Linked DNA regions of Ovis aries: region 2 is linked to region 1. The links are chromatin contacts, called in public Hi-C maps. All regions are on one chromosome and are shown on one strand. Each heading gives the region's core, a stretch centred on a gene start, on an enhancer-like site or on the middle of the called end of the contact. The rest is flanking DNA. Distances are from core to core; before and after follow the strand shown.

Region 1 (3,469 bases), core at 580-3,079:
TGCAGAGGACTTGAACCCAGCAGACTGACCCAGATGCTTTCTTCTGCCATATCAGCCATTCAGCCGGTCCTTTCTGGAAACCCTTCCCGTTATCGGGGGACATCCTTTACCCTTCCCACTTGCCCTCCTGAGCTGCCCTCTGAACCCACCTCTGTAACCACAGCCCCCATCTTGGAGACTCCACAGTCAGTCGTCCTGTGTGCTGCTTTCATTCTCCCGGTGCTGCAGGTGGGGAAACTGAGGCAAGGAGCAGGGTGGTCACACTTGCCCCCGGCTGGAAAGCCGGAGATCTGGGTCAAACCCAGGCTGTCTGATCCGGAAAACCATGCTCCCCTACTGGTCTTCATACTTAGTCCTACCGTGGCTGGCCTCCTGCTGTCTACACCCAGGCCACGGGCGCCTCCCTGTAAGGTCAGTCCTGTTTTCACCCTGTTTTATTCATCTGTCTGTTTGCACCGGGTCATAGCGGCGGCATTCAAACTCTTAGTTGCGGCGTGCGAGATCTAGTTCTCTGACCAGGGATGGAACCCAAGCCCCCTGCATTAAGAGCTCGGAGTCTTAGCCACTGGACCAGCAGGGAAGTCCTGGTGGTTTCACCCCATGTTAGAGGTGAGGGAACTGAAGCTCGGAGAGTGGGATGATGTGGCCAAGGTCACTCAGCTGGGGGCGGGGTGCAGGGGCTGGACTTACAATGCGGCCATGGGACCTCAAACCCTTCACATGACTGCCCCATGTGTCCAGGTGACCGGGCCGCACGCGTTTCTCTCCCCAACCCGGGGAAACTTGACTCTCCTGGGAAGCTCCTGACTTTCAAATGTTGCCAGCCAGTGCTTCCTGGGAGCTGACAAGAGGGAGCCGCCCTCTTGGGTTGCCCCAGGTCTTTCCCATCTGGTCACGAATGAGCCTTTGTGTGGCAGGTTTAGCCCAGCCCCTGTCTACACGACACAGCTTCCTGATGACTCAGGGGCTCCTAGCCAGCAGCTGTGCCTGGCCCAGGAGCCCACCCCCCAAATGAGCAGACAGGCCTACTTGAAGTCAGGCACTTGGGCCTGAGCAGCGCCCCAGGGGTCTTTGCAAATGCTTTTGCCTCTGTCAGGAACCAGCCCCTTCTCATCCTTCAAGTCACAACTCAAAGCCACCATTCCAAAGAGAGGCCCTTCCTGACCATCTGGCTCACCAGAACATGCGCTCTAAGAGGGCAGGGATTCACTATGCAAAGAAATTAACATTTTGATAAAATCTTTTCTGCTAGTGATACATGGGGTAAAAATACTCAGGCAATTGGGTAGAGAGTGTCTGGAACAGGGAGTCTCTGAGGTGGTGATAGCTGAGCAGAGACTGGAAGGAATGGAGCAGCCCTGCCAATATCTGGGGGGAAACAGCAAGTGCAAGGGTTCGGAGGCAGGGATATGCAGATGAGTGGGAGGAGCTTCGAGGAGGCCAGTGTGTCCCGCGCAGAGTGGCTAAGCGAAGGGCAGGGCTAGATTTTTCCCTCTAGGGCATGACCTGGCAATGTCTGAAGACAATTTTGGTGGTCACACAAGGGAGTTAATATTCCCTTGTGGCTCAGCTAGTAAAGAATCCGCCTGCAATGCAGGAGACCTGGATTCGATCCCTGGGTAGGGAAGATCCCCTGGAGAAGGGAAAGGCTACCCACTCCACTATTCTAGCCTGGAGAATTCCATGGACCGTATAGTCCATGGGGTCGCAAAGAGTCGGACACAACTTTCACTTTCACTAGGGAGTGAGGGTATGCGGCTGACGAGTGAGCGGAGGCCAGAGATGCCTCAATGCTCCGGACACCTCTGATCACAGAGGCCCTGTTCAGACGTGGCTAGCTGAGAGAGGCTGGCCTGAGCGGGGAGGGCGGAGCCGACTGTGTCCGCCGAGGGCAGCCTCGGGTCTGCCTGCTGTGCGCTGGTGCCACCTGGTGGTCTCATGACACACTGCACCAGCTTCCGGAGGCGCTGAGTCTCCCTGCCACAGTGACACCAATAACATCCGTGCAGTGCTTGCCGGTGACTCGCAGTGTGCCAGGTCAATGCAGGATATTTTATTCCGATGAGCTCAGACTCCACATCCCCACTCCCTGAGCCTGCCCCAGAAGCTCAGGGAGTCGGTCATCCCCAGCCCATCTCCTGCTCAGAACATGGCTCCCACTTCTCATTCACAGAAAAAACCAAAGTCCCTAGATGGCTCCAACGGCCCCTGCCCTCCTACTGAAAGTCAAAACACACTGCAGCCTGCTTTCCCCTCCTTCTCACTCTTATTTTTTTTTTATATACAATGAGAATCACCAAGTGGCTTATTTATCTTGCCCATCTCCTCTAGGTGAACAGCTCCCTGGGGGCAGGAGCTATCTGTTTGTTCACTGGTCTCTCTCTGGCACTCAGCCCCAGGCCTGGTACACAGTAGGTGTGCAACAAACACTTGTTGAATGAATGGACGGGGATGGATCTGCCCAACCTTTCCCGTCTGGCACTTGGAACTTTGTGGGTTTTAATCTCACCTCCATCACCAAGGCTGTGTGACCTTGATCAGGCTCATTAACCTCTCTGGGCCTCGGCTTCCTAAGAATAAAAACAGTACCCTCCTCACTGCATTCTGAAAGCATGAGGTGCATTCCTCCACAAGGGTTTACAACAGTGTGGTGCCCAGTGGGTGCTTAATAAGGGGGCAGTCCTGTACCTCAGACCCCATTCCTGGCCTTCATCCCCCTCCCCTGTCCACCCCAAAGGGAACGGCTCCGAGTCTCAGTCTCCTAAGAGTCCTCTGCGCAGTAGGTGCTCCTTAAATCCCGTGTTGAGAGAAGGACACTGACGATTGAGGAGGGCCTCCTGTTTGCCATGCACTATTAGACAAGCTCTCCTGCCCTGGTTTATGGGTGAAGAAACTGAGGCTTCCACAGTGGCAGAAGCAGGACCTGTCCCTCAAAGGTGGCGAGGTGACTTCCTTCCATCCAGCTCTGAGGGTGCAGTGTTAGTTGCTCAGTTGTGTCCGACTCTTTGCAACCCCATGGAGTGTAGCCCGCCAGGCTCCTCTGTCCGTGGGATTCTCCAGGCAGGAATCCTGAAGTGGGTAGCCATTCCCTTCTCCAGGGGATCTTCCCAACCCAGGGATTGAACCTGGGTGCCCCAATGGCACCCCACTCCAGTACTCTTGCCTGGAAAATCCCATGGATGGAGGAGCCTGGTGGGCTGCAGTTCATGGGGTCACTAGTAGTTGGACACAACTGAGCGACTTCACTTTCACTTTTCACTTTCATGCACTGGAGAAGGAAATGGCAGCCCACTCCAGTGTTCTTGCCTGGCGAGTCCCAGGGACGGGGGAGCCTAGTGGGCTGCCGTCTCTGGGGTCGCATAGAGTTGGACACGACTGAAGCGACTTAGCAGCAGCAGCAGCAGCCCCGGATTGCAGGCAGATTCTTTACTATTCTTGGGTGAAGTCAGGGACCTTTGGGGGAAGAGGA
Region 2 (3,469 bases), core at 502-3,001, 200 kb before region 1:
CTGGCATGCTATGGTCCATGGGGACAGAGAAGCCTGGTGGGTTACTGTCCATGTGGCTGCAAAAAGTCAGACATGACTGAGCGACTAACACTTTTGTCTGTTTACAAGGATCTAATTCTGCTATAACTTATGTAGTTGGCTAATATTAATCTGGATATTGAAAATTTAACAAAATTCAATTTACCCCACTATAAAAACTTCCCTTTGCTACATAAGGCAAATTCATCTGCTTCTTTCTGATATAATTAATGTTCTATTCTTTATATGATACTAAATAGCTGCCTACCTAATGCATATCAACCGATGATAACTGTATGGAGATTTTTAGTCCAAACCCAAATTCACACCGGCAAATACAGCAATATTAAAATAAAACAAAGTCAGCTTCCTGTTCTTTAGGGAAAAGTGCAGGCAGTGGACAGAAGTCTCTAAATTCACTTTCAACTCACATTAGTCCCTTTCACATAAACTGTCACATTTTCTGCTGGAAAGTCAGCTTCAAAGAATTTTTCTCTCAAGAAACTATTTTCCTCAAATTCTGAGTAAGTTTATTTCCCTCTACTCCAAAAAAATTAGAAGATAAAAACTTTACATGTGCTAATATAATAACCAGTGTCATGTTTTTAAATCAAACAATCATTTTCGGGAGTTCCAGTTCAGCGGTTAGGACTCCATGTCTCACTGCCGAGGGCTCAGGTTCAATCCCTGGTCAGGAAACTAAAATCCCACACACCGAGCAGCACACTAAAAAGAACATAATATGCACACTGCTTTCTTCACTACTGTTGTGAAGTATTCTCACATTCTGCTCTCAGTTCTTCCAAGATTTGTCCACAAAATTAAACAGTAAAAGACACTGACCTTCAAATCTTTCTTGCTTGTTTTTCTAACAATTATCTGACGTCAGTTTTATAAGATATAGGATTTTTTTTCTTTTGGTTAATACACAGTAAAATGGTAACTAAAAAAATCTGTACTGAACATCTTAATTCTGCTTTACTATTCAGGAGGAAAACTAAAGATTTAATTTGTATGTTTTTACCAAAACTCTCATGACAAATTTAATTCTCAAGTTTATTATGTTATAAACATTATTTAATTTTTATTTTTAATTGGAGTATAATTGCTTTACAATGTTGTGTTAGTCTCTGCTGAACGAAGGGAAACAGCTGTATGCATAAATGTATCCCCTATTAAATTCTTATTGATAATAACATTGCCTAGAGGCTCTGATTCTTTTTGATTTCCTGGATTGAAGCTCGCCAGGCTCCTCTGTCTATAGGATTTCCCAGGGAAGAATACGGGACTGGGTTGCCATTTCCTTCTCCAAATAGTCAGTCAGGTTATAACAGATAATACAAGAAGCACTACCAATTATTTAATGTGGTGAGTGGTGAGTTGCTGACATTCTTTCATCTAATGTAAATCTCAAAGCAACCTAGGAGGTAGGGTTTTGGGGATCTTTTTGTTTGTTATTTTAAAATTTCTACTCTACTCAAAACGGGGCATCCCCTGTGGCTCAGCAGCAAAGAATCCACCGGCAGTGCAGGAGCCGCAGGAGCCGTGGGCTTGATCTCTGGGTTAGGATTATCTCCTGGATATCTCCAGGATGACAACCCACTCCAGTATTCTTGCCTGGAGAATCCCATGGACAGAGGAGCCTGGCGGGCTACAGTCCACAGAGTCGCAGTCGGATACGACTGAAGCAACTTAGCACACAGGCACTACTCAAAAGGAACCCATAGAGGGCAGCACATGACTAGACACGGGTCTCTGGGTCCAAAATCCAGGCTCTTCCCCTCTCCAAGGACAGGCCAAACCTCAAGTCCTTCCAACCCTCAAATTTTTTAAAAATCACATTTACAAAATAACTGTTGTACACTAGTATTTTAAGTTGAATCACCTTCTTATTTCAAAACTTAAATACACGAATATTTTAAAAGAACTCACAAAGAAAAGCCTAGGGTACACAAAGTGAGAAGCTCCTGCCCAGGCAGAAAGAGCCCCACGGAAGCTCGAGGACAGAGACCAGAAATGTCAGACCAAAGCAGAGAACCGGGCAGGGCCAGACGCTGCGCTGCAGGGTCAGGAGCCAAGAATGGGCAGAGTAACTGTGGGAGTCAGCGATGGGCCAGAAGGAGCTGGAAGCCTCGGGGGAAGGTAGCGCTCTCCTCTGGAGAGGAGAAGCAGGGCCAGGGAGGGGCTGGGAAGGAACGGGGACGGGGCTTAAGTCGGGGGGCTTAAGTCGGGTGTCTGAAGGGTGGGTGGGCCCAAGGAGGGAGAGAGGGAGAAACAGGAGTGGGAGAGAATCAGCAGGCCCGGGGCACCCGTCCTATCATCGCAGGACACAGTCTGACTTTTTAACATGGGTCATTCTACCTCCAAGAGGAGTCAGTATAACAGCCACGTGCATTAAAATCACTTTGGGAGACTTTTCTGGTGGTCCAGTGTATAGAAATACACCTTCCAATGCAGGGGATGTGGGTTCGATCCCTGCTCGGGGAGCCAAGATCCCATAGACCTCAGGGTAACTAAGTCTTTGTGCTGCAACTACTGAGCGTCAACTAGAAAGAAGCCCGTGCACCGTCACGAGAGACCCATGTGCCACAATGACAATCCCGCGTGCAGCAACTAAGGGCTGGCGCAGCCAAATAAACACATATTTCTAAAAAGATCACTTTGGTCACCTCTAAGCAAAGGACCCCTCTAAGGAAAGCACTAGTAAGCCACACTGCCTGAAACCACGAAAGCAGCCCACTGATCGTGTCTGCTCCTCTTCACAAGTCAGGCATGATGGTCCAGCTTCCACCTCATATCCCAGGCTGTTCACACAGAGCCACCGCTGCTAAATTAACACCCAAGCTTCTAAGGAAACACAGGGAGTCACCCAGACCAAAAGCACTAATGCGTGCCCAAGTCTTACCTTGTGCAACGAATATCCTGACTCAAATATAATAGGTGGAAGCAAGAGGAGGAAAAACATATTTGGACGAAACATTTCTTCCTCCTGTAAACATAAAATGGGTATTTTCAGAGGCATGGGATTAAGAAATAAATCCATCAGTGAAGAGCCAAAGTCATTCTTCTCTTGGAACCTGGCCCAGTGGAAACATACAAAGTTTAAATCGCCACCTGATGATAAAAGCAAACAAAAGCAGTGACAAAACAAACAAACAAAGACCTCAAAAGAAAACCTATGTGTAAAAATGTAGAACAAATGATTTTTAAAGGTGCCCAGAAAAATAAACAGCGGAATGAACTGCTTCCAAATGTACAGCAGTAGGCTCTTCATTCTACTAAGGAAAGTAAATTAATTTTAATATAGAAAACATTTCAATTCAAAAAGAACATTCTCAAAATCAAGTCCACAAATTGGAATTCCTCCAGGGAAAAGGTAAAAGCCCTAAAACAATTCACTCAGAGGGAGGGTAAACCCCACTCATGTTTAAAACAGCCCTGCCTTTTCTCT

The links. A called contact is a pair of places that touch in the nucleus more often than the background predicts.
Region 2: a Hi-C map of liver shows a contact between it and region 1, with 4 times the contacts expected there. The contact joins two enhancer-like sites. A contact is called at or near these places in 10 of 16 Hi-C or Micro-C datasets (blood, hypothalamus, liver and 5 more).

The regions. Positions count from the first base shown.
Region 1 is chr13:77,745,986-77,749,454 of ARS-UI_Ramb_v3.0, reverse strand. No RefSeq gene overlaps it. Among named protein-coding and RNA genes, the nearest start is that of B4GALT5, 91 kb to the left of the region's middle. Within about 2 kb of position 1,829, at least 35 of the 54 cell types and tissues checked have an H3K27ac peak or open chromatin away from gene starts, as enhancers often do. A contact at or near this core is called in liver, where this site is marked.
Region 2 is chr13:77,949,808-77,953,276 of ARS-UI_Ramb_v3.0, reverse strand. It overlaps SLC9A8 (solute carrier family 9 member A8), which reads right to left. Exons shown (of 16, transcript XM_012189330.5): 5 at 2,924-3,007. Among named protein-coding and RNA genes, the nearest start is that of SLC9A8, 28 kb to the right of the region's middle. Within about 2 kb of position 1,751, at least 3 of the 54 cell types and tissues checked have an H3K27ac peak or open chromatin away from gene starts, as enhancers often do. A contact at or near this core is called in liver, where this site is marked.